Linked DNA regions of Mus musculus: region 2 is linked to region 1. The links are chromatin contacts, called in public promoter capture Hi-C maps. All regions are on one chromosome and are shown on one strand. Each heading gives the region's core, a stretch centred on a gene start, on an enhancer-like site or on the middle of the called end of the contact. The rest is flanking DNA. Distances are from core to core; before and after follow the strand shown. Region 1 overlaps Gm35999 (a long non-coding RNA gene). Region 2 holds the start of Alb (albumin).

Region 1 (6,688 bases), core at 1,995-4,494:
CCTAGCAAACGAACACAGTGCATAGAAACAAAAATGCAATCAGTAAATGCATTTTTATAGCATTTATCACTTAAGATATCATCATCAAGGGGAGGAATCTGTACCTATGAAGACAGAGATGAAAAACAGATGAATAACTGAAGGATTAAGGGAAGTTAAGACACCAGTTAGTTCTTCATATACTCCTTCCTCTCTACACTCCAAAGTTAACTACCCTTCCCTCACTTCTGCAGGAGACTGCAGATTTATTTAGTAGCTATTGAATCAGGAACTCTGGATCCAAGAGGAAGCAAGGATGACATAGCATATTAGAAATTAGGAAAGTAAGTAAAAGTATTTAAATTTATTATTTATGTATTTATGTATGTATTTATTTATTATTTGAGACTGATAGTACTGGTAGCCCAAGCTATCCTGAAACTCACTATGAAGATCAGGCCAGCTTCAAAACCAAAATCTGTTTGCTTTTGCTTCCTAGGTGCTTAGACTACAGTTACAGGCCTCCATGTCCAGTGCAGATACAATTACTTTGAAGTTTCATACCCAATTGGGACAACAGAATATTAGAACTAGCCTTTTAAACAGATTTATACAAAGTCAGAGTTGCTGTGTTCTGAATTTTAGAAAGGTGCAAATACAAAAGGTTAATTTTCCTAAGTATTGGTATTTCTAGGAACTTCAGATGTCTACACAAAGAAGAATTTCCTAGTTCTGAATAAAAATAAACTATTCTGACCATAGAAATTAATTTATTTAGTATATCTCTAATTTTCTATTTGGGCACATCACATTATATTAACTATGTACACATTTTAGAGTTACTGATATGTGTAAATTGAATATGTCTATATATGTGTGTATATGTATGTGTGTATATGTATGTGTGTGTGTATGTGTGTATAGGTATGTGTGTGTGTGTGGATGTGTGTATATGTATGTGTGTATATATGTACATATGTATGTGTATATGTGTGTGTGTATGTGTGTATATGCACATATATAAGGCACCCATAGAGCTCAGGCTGTGAATATTTAAAAGAAATAAAATATTTGCTAATGTTTGTGGGTACCCTGAGGTTCCATTGATATAACTTGAGAAATGCTGTTCCAGATCCAGTGATTTAGGGGGGATGAAGTAGGCCCTAGAGAGCCACAGCATCTTAGAGGAATTGTTCAATGGAATGCATAAGCATAAAGCTCACTGGGTAGTATATAACTTTGGTAAAATGATTATTTCTGCAAACAATATATTTCCATTTTGTTTCTCTTGTTCTGCTAATGTTTTGTTGACCATCATCCTTCAGTCCCTGTAATAAAGAGAAATGTCATTCAAAAAGATTGAAGCTTAATGCTGGATTTCAAAGGTTCAAAGATGGGAACAATTCCCTGGGGTGGTGAAGAGGCTTCTCATTGCAGCCATTCCATATAACTAGTGTTACTCAAGATTGGTTAGAGAGTGGACCAAATCCAGCGGCAGAATGCTTCAGAAGACCTGGTTGCAAAGTCTTATGCAATAATTTTTTTTTTTAAAGATTTTATGAATGAAGCATCCCTACCATTCCTAGAAGTCACTGTCTCACGGCAGGCATCCTGGTCCTCTGGCTCTTATATCTTTTCTGTCCCCATTCTCTAGGATGTTTCCTGAGCTGTAGGTGTGAGAGTCACACTGAAGTTAGGCTGGGCACTCCATAGTCTGCACTCTCTGCATTTTGACTAGATGTGCATCTCTTACACACATTATGGAAAAGCCTCAGTCCATAGATGGAGCAGCCTTCATCTGCTGTACGTCGAAGCTTCTTTAATAATGGCAAGAGCTACACTTCTCTGTGGGTATAAGGATAAGTGTTTAGAATTCACTTCGAAAGTACATTAATTTAGTAAAATGGTGGTAGAGTGGTCTCCTCTCATGTCTATTGAGGTCATATGACACATAAGGCATTTTTCTCCATATATAGAGAAGTATTTTCTTGAGTTGGCACACTCTGGAGAGCATTTAGGCAAGTGGAAGTTCATTTTTAAATTGATTGGATCATTCACAGTGTGGGATTCTGTTGAAGAATGTGCTTTACTAAGCGTGTTCTGCTACTCTGCCGACATCCTGAGGAACATGGGAGGCTAGGACGGTTTCCTCCAGGTAATGATGTCATGTGTTTGGAGCATATTCGTCAGAGTAACTTTGGAATGGCAAATACTTCTGATTATTTTCCCCCTTACATTCCCTGCCTGAGAAGCAAGAGATTTCCAAATCCCATTGGAGAGAAAAGCTAGAAGAAAGTAATGATCTAAGAAATTCTCCCCAGGAAAGGAGAGTCATACCAGAGATGAGCAATCAGTAACCCTTGTGCCAGTGATAAATGCCAGAGGTCTTTTTGAAATGAGAGAAACATGGAAAGTGTATGGGAAACGATATGGACAAGGTTGACAAGAATGGACAAAAAGCAGAAAGAAGGGTGCCTTCCTTGCTGCTCTCCTGGGGTGGTATTGGCAAGTTTTAATTTGGTGTTAAGTGACCTCTAACCTCTAAGTGGTTAGTATTTTTGTGGCCAGAGTCAACAAATTTTCGAGAACTGGTGAGGTTCGTAGAAGAACACAGAATAGATAAACATGCGTGGGTGGGTTCTCCAGGATAAGACATGTTGTGAATGTTCTAGATGAATTTTCCATGTGACATTGGACTTTCTGATAAACTCTTGCCAAAGGGACTGTTACCTTCTAACATGGTTTGGGCCATTGTGCCCGAGATCTGCTCAGAACACCATGTTCTTATCTCAAGGCAGCATCATCATGATGACTTAACGCTGTGCAGAGTGATGGCAGTGGCCAGGACTTCACTTCTGATTTGGGGCTAACACAAAGTATGGTTAGGATTTAACTTACCAAACTTGCCAAATACAGAAGGGCCTATTCTTTCACTTGAGACTATTTTTAGTCTTTATTTTAATGTGATTGCATATTCCTCAGGATCCTATCCTATCACAGGCTATCTGATCTAGGAGTGTGAATGATCCTTTGAGGACACTTGAATTCCTGTGTAGCTGCCCATGCCGTAGTGCCTTCTGCACTTAAGCCCAGGGTGAAGCTTTGCAGGGACCACATTTGGATGTTGTCACATTTCATAACAAGTGAGTCAAATCCACCAAAGTTCTAAAACTCTTCCTTCACTCCCATCTGCTGGCCCATGAGCTTACTGTACACACCTCTTACTTGTTTGTTTAGGATGTGACTGAACTGTTAAGATTCAGTTTCGGGACTGGGGAGATGGTCAGCAAATACTTGCTTTTCGCAAACACAAGGATCTGACTTTGACCCCCTAGAACTCATGTCAAAAAACAAAAAACAAACAAACAAAAAAAACCCGGTGTGGTGGCTCACAGTTGTTGTCCCAGAACTGGGGAGACAGAGCTGCTGGCTAGCCTACCTACTTGGCAAGCTCCAGGCTAGTGAGAGACTCTCTCAAAAGAAAAGATGAAGAGGTGTATGCTACCAGAGGGATGGGACTCAAGGTTGTCTCCTGGCTTCCACATGAGCTCTCTCTGTCTCTATGTTGCACTGTCTTCCTCTATTTCTTTTTCTCTCACATGTACCTGTACATACAAGCAAACATGCATATAACATGCCTCCCCCCTACACAGAGAGACAGAAGATTCAATGCTATAGCGTGGATGAACATGAGGGAATGATAGATTTAGAGGGTACATGGGCTAGATGAAGGTAAAGGACTAAGATGGTGAGACATTGCTAGTTTAAGAGCTTCCTAAATACCGTGTAATTATGGTCCTTTCTGCTCTACAGAGGGTCTCGCCATTTTGGCCCAGATGGGTACTTTTTGGGACCATTTTCAAGAGTTTCTAGTGAGAGGCAGTGACAACGGCTTTTGGCTTTCCCTTCAGTCTATCCGAATCCCTACCTCTTGATTTCCCTTTAGTGACTGCTAGGTCTGAGTGCACTCATCCTATCCTCATTCCTCATGACTTCCTCTCCTTCTCCTCAAAATGCTTTCCATTTCATTCTCAAAAAGAATGTAGTGTCTCTTATTTATAGTCAGAATCTCACATCTAAGGTTTGGAAAAGAAGACAAACAAAAGACCAGTCCAGAGTGAGACCATTTTCCTTCTGCTTTTGCTAGGCATGTGAATGAAATGAAACAGTAGAGTCTTCCTGAGCCCAAACTGCCAAGATGATAATGCCACTTGGACACTCTATGATGATGGGTAGATATTAACATTTCTATCTTTTTGCATTTCTTCTATAAAAATTAAAATTTCCTTAATGCATTGAATAAAGAGATGATAAATGTGTGTCTATTTTCATGCCTATGTCTATTTATTTTGCCTCTTCCTTCCCCTTCCTGTCTTCAGTAAATTGGCTGGATCCTGGGACATCTGCTGCTGAAACCCACATCCCTGGTCTCTGTCCCTGCCTTTAGGGCGAGATCTTTGCAGATCATTCTATTGTCCTCACTGGTCTCCTGCTGTCTAGATCTTTACCTTCATCTAGCTCGAGGACAGTCTAAATCAATCATTACTCTTGTTTGCCAATGCATGGATGGTCTTTCTATGCCTAATCCTCTTTCTGCTGATTCTTCTTCTTCTCCTCTTCCTCCTTCTCCTCCCTCCTCTTCCTTCCTTCCTTTCTTCTTTCCTCTCTTTTTCATACTTTCTCTCTCTCTCTTTCTTTCTTCTTTTCCTCCCCTTCTCCCCCCTCCCCCATTCCTGCTTCTTTGTATATCTTCTTGCCCTAACAAAAGCTTGGCTCTCTTGGCCATGATGACTGCTTATTAAACACCAATTATGTAAACTTCCTTCTTTTGACGTTTTGTGTTTCTACTTTGTTGGCTTTTCACTGATTTAGAAAAGGTCTCATTTATCATCCTACATTGGGTGAACGATTCATATTTTGAGGACTTGTTTGGTTTTTTTTTTTTTTTGCCTACTTTCTTTTAAGAATTGAATACAGAGCCTAGTATATTATAAGAGTTTGAAATTTATTTGACAGGAAATGGTGTATTATTATTATTTATTTATTTACTTGAGAAAGGATCTCAGATGTAACCCTGATTGGCCTGAAACCTGCAGTGTAGACCATACTGTAGACCCTGGTCTTGGCCTTCTTGCAATTTCTCTGACATTATATATTTTTGAGTGGAAGAAGTATAACAAAGCAAAATGAGACAAAAAGCAAAAATACTACCGAGTTTACTTTGTGTTGGTCAACTGCTCCCAGGTATGGGGCCTTTCCTGAAGTGTGGTTAATATACCTAGTGAGTATAAATATATATAGTAACAAATATATATGGTATTCTGGAAAGAAATTTGGGGGTACTATTCAGAGTACTTGTCATTTGATGTATTTAATATGTTACTATGTGTGTGTATTTAATATGTTACTATAACAAAATGAAAGAGAGAAAAAGAGGGTGAGGGAAAAATGCACAAAGGGATTGAAATAATTGAAACTAAAATGGCTGACTTAAAGGAGCAAGGAAATCCTTGGTCAGGAGATAAAAAAGATTGTGCAGAGAGTTTGGAACACTTAATCCTACATGTGTTGTCTACAACTACGCTGTCTCCTAAAGGTTCAGAGAACTATGTGAAGAGGAAGGCAGGAAGATTGTCAGAGCCAGAGTGGGTGAAGGGGCCCAAGGAAGCAACGGACTGATGTGGCAGCACACAGAGAGCTCCGCGGATTGAGGCCAGATGGGGTCCTAGCACTGAGAAGCTGGAGCAGAGTGGACACACCGCTCACCAAGAAGTACACGCAACTGATACTCACGGGGGGGAGGGGGGTGGGGGTGGAGGGAAGAAAAGAAAAGAGAAGGGAAGAGAAGAGAAGAGAAGGGAAAGGAAAGGAAAGGAAGAGAAGAGAAGAGAAGGGAAAGGAAAGGAAAGGAAAAGAAAAGAAAAGAAAAGAAAAGAAAAGAAAAGAAAAGAAAAGAAAAGAAAAGAAAAGAAAAGAAAAGAAAGAAAAATTAGGATCAGTTTCCTCCAATGGCGTCTCACTGCGTAAATTAACCACATTTCCAGGAAGGCCCGATGACGAGGAATAGTTGGTTAACATAAAGCAAACTCAATTTCTGTAGACTTTTTGTCTTATTTTTTCTTAAGCAAGTTTTGTGTTATTTATTCTTTTTTAAAAATATTTTTATTAGGTATTTTCCTCATTTACATTTCCAATGCTATCTCAAAAGTCCCCCATACCCTCCCCCCCACTCCCCTACCCACCCACTCCCACTTTTTGGCCGTGGAATTCCCCTGTACTGGGGCATATAAAGTTTGCAAGTCCAATGGGCCTCTCTTTCCAGATATGGCCGACTAGGCCATCTTTTGATACATATGCAGCTAGAGTCAAGAGCTCTGGGGTACTGGTTAGTTCATAATGTTGTTCCACCTATAGGGTTATAGATCCCTTTAGCTCCTTGGGTACTTTCTCAAGCTCCTCCATTGGGGGCCCTGTGATCCATCCAATAGCTGACTGTGAGCATCCACTTCTGTGTTTGCTAGGCCCTGGCATAGTCTCACAAGAGACAGCTATATCTGGGTCCTTACAGCAAAATCTTGCTAGTATATGCAATGGTGTCAGCGTTTGGAAGCTGATTATGGGGTGGATCCCTGGATATGGCAGTCTCTAGATGGTCCATCCTTTCGTCACAGCTCCAAACTTTGTTTCTGTAACTCCTTCCATGGGTGTT
Region 2 (6,688 bases), core at 2,323-4,822, 36 kb after region 1:
TGGGCTGTTTTGAAATCGTCTTTGAGGCACCAGGTGTTTAGGAATAGACTGTTTATGGGGATCAATGTTCTATCCCAGACCCATCAATTGTGAACTCAGACCTTTCTACCACTGGTTTTCTATGAACCTGTTTGGGAAGATTGAGCAATCTAAGAGCCAGGAGTTTCTGGATTCATCAACTGAGTTGGTTGTTATTTGAACATCTTTCATAGCATTACTTCTATCAGCTGGCCAACTGCTGGCCCATTGAAAAAATACTTAGTACTGAACTGTGTAAGTTTTTGTGATATAAACTCTTATCTACAAGGAAACCTCTAGCACAATCAATATTCTCAATATTTTAAGTGGATATAGTTTGGGAGCATGGAAGGCTTCACATATGGGGATGACAAGGAACAATTAATGTTTGAATTACAGTGTTTATTTGCATGAGAAAACTTTGGACATTTTTTTACTTTTGTTGGAAAATATATTTTTATATTGAATGAGAAATCAAATTGCTTATTATGTTTCAGTTGTTGAGTTTGATGCTTAGTGGTCTTCCACTTCCCATTTTTTATAAAGCATTTCTGGCCCCGCAGAATAGGAGGGAGCTGCATATGCCCACTCAACAATAGGAAAAGTGTGGAGAAAAGACTTCGTGTCCCCATTTTTCTTCAAAATTAAACCAAATTTTCTACATTTTACAGTGGATAGAGGTGAAGTCACTATTTCTAGAAAATCTGTGGTGAAATTTTGAAGACATTATTAGATACAGCTGTTTATTTTTCTGGACCGGTTTTCCTTTTTTTTTCTATTTTTTGAGACAGGGTTTCTCTGTATAGCCCTGGCTGTCCTGGAACTCACTTTGTAGACCAGGTTGGCCTCGAACTCAGAAATCCACCTGCCTCTGCCTCCCCAGTGCTGGGACTAAAGGCGTGCGCCACCACGCCTGGCTTCTGATTTTACTTTTAAGAGGAGATCCAGAAGTACTGTAGGATCATGGGGGAAGAAGCATGCAGGCTGGACCAAGGTTGTCACATGGCCAGGATGGCTTGAAAGAAGTTAGAGACGTTCCAGAAATAGGAAGGAGAGAGAGAGCTGGGAAAACTGGGAAAACCATCCTATCAAAAACGAATGCAAAAGAAATAAGAAAAGCAAAACAGAAGGAAACAACAAAGAGGTGATAGTATAAGGAGAAAACAAGGGATTGAAAAAATTGAAGCTCAGGTTTAATTCCCAGTCACATTTGTATTCAGCAGGAGTGTATGTGTGAGAGTGTGTGTGAGTATGTATGTGTGTTTGAGTGTGTGTGTGTGTGTGTGTGTGAGTGTGTGTGTTGTTGTTGTTCCCTTCTAGATGACGAGCACAGGACCATACTTTCCAAACAACAAATCATCTCAGCTACTCTTCATTTTTAAAGTCCTCCCACAAGCACGAGAAAACACTCAAAGATCACTTGAGCTATTTTCTCTTTATTCAGAAACTAAACCTTTAGTTTAACTTTTGCATTTATGCTCCTGCCAAACTCTTTTGATGACTGACTAACCATCGAGTTTAAAAGCTTGAAAAACAGGATGTCTAGAAGTAACTAATAATTATGTGGCTTCATTCCTCTCAGTATAGAGTCTACATATAGGACGAGTGCCAGGAGTTTCAGAAGGAAGAGTATAAATTCTTACTCACCAGATGCAACTGCTCAAGTGTTTCTCTTCAGTTGAAATGATCTGTGAGCACGGAGACTGTGTCAAGAATTAAGCACTTTAATTCTCGGCTGCTAAAGATTAATTAGAACATGCCCGAGTAAGGCATTGAGTTAGTACTGCTAAGGAGAGGCTCAGTTGTTATTAATTTATGTCTTAAAAGTATTGGAGCTTCATCAGTCACTAAACCAGCTCAAGCGCCTACTTCATTCTGATGCTTTTCTCTCCAGGCTTTGGCTGCATAGATGATTTTTTTTTTTTTTTTTACTTAATTGTCAAACAAAAGTATATATAGTATACATAGTACATGTGAGAGTGCTAAAAGCCTGAGTTAATAACACAATATTATACTTAAACACAATATTACATATAACTATATAGTACTTGTGAGTTAATAATACAAATACATTCAATGACTTAAGCATTACATACTTGTTTATGTTTATCAAGACCCACACCAGGACAGGACTAGGCATGACTACTGTCTTCAAATAAATAGTGACTACTCTTTCTAGGAAGTTTAAAGAGGAATTGATCCAAGAAAGAATTATCTCTTCTGTTTAGTTTCTTTTTTTCTTTTCCAGGATGGGGTTTTGGCTTAATTCTGCCACCCACCCTCACCCTCAGTAGAAGTTATTCCATGGGCAGACTTTATCTATCTATCTATCTATCTATCTATCTATCTATCTATCTATCTATCTATCTATCTATCTACCTACCTACCTCCCTATCCATCTATCATCTATCTATCTATCTATCTATCTATCTATCTATCTATCTATCTATCTATCATCTATCTATCTATCTATCATTCTGTTCATCTGTGTAGAGGCTAGTCTGTTATTCCATTTCAGGACTCTTTTGAGTGATAAAACAAGCAAGGAAACACTTTTCCCTTCTCCTTCATTTTGCCTTGACTCCTGTGGTTGATTACAGAATTTGTACACCTTTCTGAAGATGAGGACACAAGATGAGGTCATAAGACATAGATTTCTTTCATTGTATAACCAGATATAAAGAAGAATGCTTCTCCTCCTCCTCCTCTTCCTCCTCCTCCTCTCTTCCTCCTTTTCCTTCTTCTCCTCCTTCCTCTTCTCCTTCTTGTCACTGAATAGTCCCTGTATATTTAGGAACCATGGGGTTGATTTGGATGTAGTCTTGACTGACTCATAAGTGAGATAACTGGTCTGCTACTAATTATTATCCTGTGGTGTTAGAGGAAGTATGTTACGATGGCAAAGACCATCATCACTGTCATTGGAGTGCCTGTTCTAGTGTCTCCTCTAAAGCACCCCGAGAAAGAGGTTCATGTTAGATGAAAACATTCTACTCCAGACCCGTTTCACACATAGCCTGAGCATGGGGTGGGGACACAAGACTTCTGAAAGTCCTCTGCACTTGTTTTTTATTGCTCTGGCTTCTTCTCAGTTCACATTTGAGACACTGTGTGCTTTATGGAAGATTCTAACTTTAAAAAGATGAGAAAGACTTGGAAGCCCTATAATGAGACCCACCCCTCCCTCATACACATTCTTCATTACCTGTACATAAAAGCATATTTGGGATGAACAACCTATGCAATTCAGTTCTTAGCTTTTAAATGTGGCATGCTTCCATGCCAAGGCCCACACTGAAATGCTCAAATGGGAGACAAAGAGATTAAGCTCTTATGTAAAATTTGCTGTTTTACATAACTTTAATGAATGGACAAAGTCTTGTGCATGGGGGTGGGGGTGGGGTTAGAGGGGAACAGCTCCAGATGGCAAACATACGCAAGGGATTTAGTCAAACAACTTTTTGGCAAAGATGGTATGATTTTGTAATGGGGTAGGAACCAATGAAATGCGAGGTAAGTATGGTTAATGATCTACAGTTATTGGTTAAAGAAGTATATTAGAGCGAGTCTTTCTGCACACAGATCACCTTTCCTATCAACCCCACTAGCCTCTGGCAAAATGAAGTGGGTAACCTTTCTCCTCCTCCTCTTCGTCTCCGGCTCTGCTTTTTCCAGGGGTGTGTTTCGCCGAGAAGCACGTAAGAGTTTTATGTTTTTTCATCTCTGCTTGTATTTTTCTAGTAATGGAAGCCTGGTATTTTAAAATAGTTAAATTTTCCTTTAGTGCTGATTTCTAGATTATTATTACTGTTGTTGTTGTTATTATTGTCATTATTTGCATCTGAGAACCCTTAGGTGGTTATATTATTGATATATTTTTGGTATCTTTGATGACAATAATGGGGGATTTTGAAAGCTTAGCTTTAAATTTCTTTTAATTAAAAAAAAATGCTAGGCAGAATGACTCAAATTACGTTGGATACAGTTGAATTTATTACGGTCTCATAGGGCCTGCCTGCTCGACCATGCTATACTAAAAATTAAAAGTGTGTGTTACTAATTTTATAAATGGAGTTTCCATTTATATTTACCTTTATTTCTTATTTACCATTGTCTTAGTAGATATTTACAAACATGACAGAAACACTAAATCTTGAGTTTGAATGCACAGATATAAACACTTAACGGGTTTTAAAAATAATAATGTTGGTGAAAAAATATAACTTTGAGTGTAGCAGAGAGGAACCATTGCCACCTTCAGATTTTCCTGTAACGATCGGGAACTGGCATCTTCAGGGAGTAGCTTAGGTCAGTGAAGAGAAGAACAAAAAGCAGCATATTACAGTTAGTTGTCTTCATCAATCTTTAAATATGTTGTGTGGTTTTTCTCTCCCTGTTTCCACAGACAAGAGTGAGATCGCCCATCGGTATAATGATTTGGGAGAACAACATTTCAAAGGCCTGTAAGTTATAATGCTGAAAGCCCACTTAATATTTCTGGTAGTATTAGTTAAAGTTTTAAAACACCTTTTTCCACCTTGAGTGTGAGAATTGTAGAGCAGTGCTGTCCAGTAGAAATGTGTGCATTGACAGAAAGACTGTGGATCTGTGCTGAGCAATGTGGCAGCCAGAGATCACAAGGCTATCAAGCACTTTGCACATGGCAAGTGTAACTGAGAAGCACACATTCAAATAATAGTTAATTTTAATTGAATGTATCTAGCCATGTGTGGCTAGTAGCTCCTTTCCTGGAGAGAGAATCTGGAGCCCACATCTAACTTGTTAAGTCTGGAATCTTATTTTTTATTTCTGGAAAGGTCTATGAACTATAGTTTTGGGGGCAGCTCACTTACTAACTTTTAATGCAATAAGATCTCATGGTATCTTGAGAACATTATTTTGTCTCTTTGTAGTACTGAAACCTTATACATGTGAAGTAAGGGGTCTATACTTAAGTCACATCTCCAACCTTAGTAATGTTTTAATGTAGTAAAAAAATGAGTAATTAATTTATTTTTAGAAGGTCAATAGTATCATGTATTCCAAATAACAGAGGTATATGGTTAGAAAAGAAACAATTCAAAGGACTTATATAATATCTAGCCTTGACAATGAATAAATTTAGAGAGTAGTTTGCCTGTTTGCCTCATGTTCATAAATCTATTGACACATATGTGCATCTGCACTTCAGCATGGTAGAAGTCCATATTCCTTTGCTTGGAAAGGCAGGTGTTCCCATTACGCCTCAGAGAATAGCTGACGGGAAGAGGCTTTCTAGATAGTTGTATGAAAGATATACAAAATCTCGCAGGTATACACAGGCATGATTTGCTGGTTGGGAGAGCCACTTGCCTCATACTGAGGTTTTTGTGTCTGCTTTTCAGAGTCCTGATTGCCTTTTCCCAGTATCTCCAGAAATGCTCATACGATGAGCATGCCAAATTAGTGCAGGAAGTAACAGACTTTGCAAAGACGTGTGTTGCCGATGAGTCTGCCGCCAACTGTGACAAATCCCTTGTGAGTACCTTCTGATTTTGTGGATCTACTTTCCTGCTTTCTGGAACTCTGTTTCAAAGCCAATCATGACTCCATCACTTAAGGCCCCGGGAACACTGTGGCAGAGGGCAGCAGAGAGATTGATAAAGCCAGGGTGATGGGAATTTTCTGTGGGACTCCATTTCATAGTAATTGCAGAAGCTACAATACACTCAAAAAGTCTCACCACATGACTGCCCAAATGGGAGCTTGACAGTGACAGTGACAGTAGATATGCCAAAGTGGATGAGGGAAAGACCACAAGAGCTAAACCCTGTAAAAAGAACTGTAGGCAACTAAGGAATGCAGAGAGAAGAAGTTGCCTTGGAAGAGCATACCAACTGCCTCTCCAATACCAATGGTCATCCCTAAAACATACGTATGAATAACATGCAGACTAAGCAGGCTACATTTAGGAATATACATGTATTTACATAAATGTATATGCATGTAACAACAATGAATGAAAACTGAGGTCATGGATCTGAAAGAGAGCAAGGGGGCTTACATGAGAGGGTTTGGAGGGAGGGGTTGGAGGGAGGGAGGTATTATTCTTTAGTTTTACAGGGAACGTAGTAAAAACATAGGCTTCTCCCAAAGGAGCAGAGCCCATGAGGAGCTGTGCAAGGTTCCCCAGCTTGATTTTACCTGCTCCTCAAATTCCCTTGATTTGTTTTTATTATAATGACTTTACTCCTAGCTTTTAGTGTCAGATAGAAAACATGGAAGGTGACATTCCTCAAGGCCATTAGCTCTTTGCTTCTCTGTGTTATCCATCATACACAATATTGTGGCACTTGACTATCATGAAAATTACACAGAAATTGACAAGTCCAAGGAAAGTAAGTGGTAGGGGGTTTCTACATGATCTTCGTTTGCCTCGCAGTTTAAAAACGTAACTTACTTCATTAACAATTTTTTTATACTTAAATTTATTTTAAGTGGTATGTAGAACCAAAAAAATAATATATAGCTCAAGGTGTTATCAATATACATATCATCTATGCACATACATACAAGGTACATGTTTTCTTCACCAATTTTTATCAGCACATTTGGTTTTGATGCTGCTCTTTGGCTATGAAGAAAGTTGGGGTACCGGCAGGAATTTGACTTTTCTCTCTTCCTCTTAGCA

The links. Promoter capture Hi-C pulls out the DNA fragments that hold promoters and counts their contacts.
Region 2: a promoter capture Hi-C map of liver shows a contact between it and region 1. The contact joins the promoter of Alb here to the enhancer-like site in region 1. A contact is called at or near these places in 2 of 39 promoter capture datasets (both in liver), 10 of 484 Hi-C or Micro-C datasets (brain, liver and nephron progenitors), 4 of 115 datasets of contacts at active chromatin or transcription factors (embryonic stem cells, fetal liver, hepatocytes and 1 more) and 3 of 9 other capture datasets (adipose tissue, liver and pancreatic islet).

What each region holds. Positions count from the first base shown.
Region 1 is chr5:90,422,102-90,428,789 of GRCm38.p6, forward strand. It overlaps Gm35999 (a long non-coding RNA gene), which reads left to right. Exons shown (of 3, transcript XR_389325.2): 2 at 4,127-4,211. Among named protein-coding and RNA genes, the nearest start is that of Gm35999, 11 kb to the left of the region's middle. Within about 2 kb of position 3,245, at least 4 of the 459 cell types and tissues checked have an H3K27ac peak or open chromatin away from gene starts, as enhancers often do. A contact at or near this core is called in hepatocytes and liver, where this site is marked.
Region 2 is chr5:90,457,298-90,463,985 of GRCm38.p6, forward strand. It overlaps Alb (albumin), which reads left to right and starts at 3,573. Exons shown (of 15, transcript NM_009654.4): 1 at 3,573-3,716; 2 at 4,424-4,481; 3 at 5,403-5,535; 4 at 6,687-6,688. The coding sequence starts at 3,638. RefSeq lists a promoter at 3,398-3,625 and enhancers at 3,461-3,480, 3,490-3,515, 3,509-3,532, 3,535-3,559, 3,553-3,572.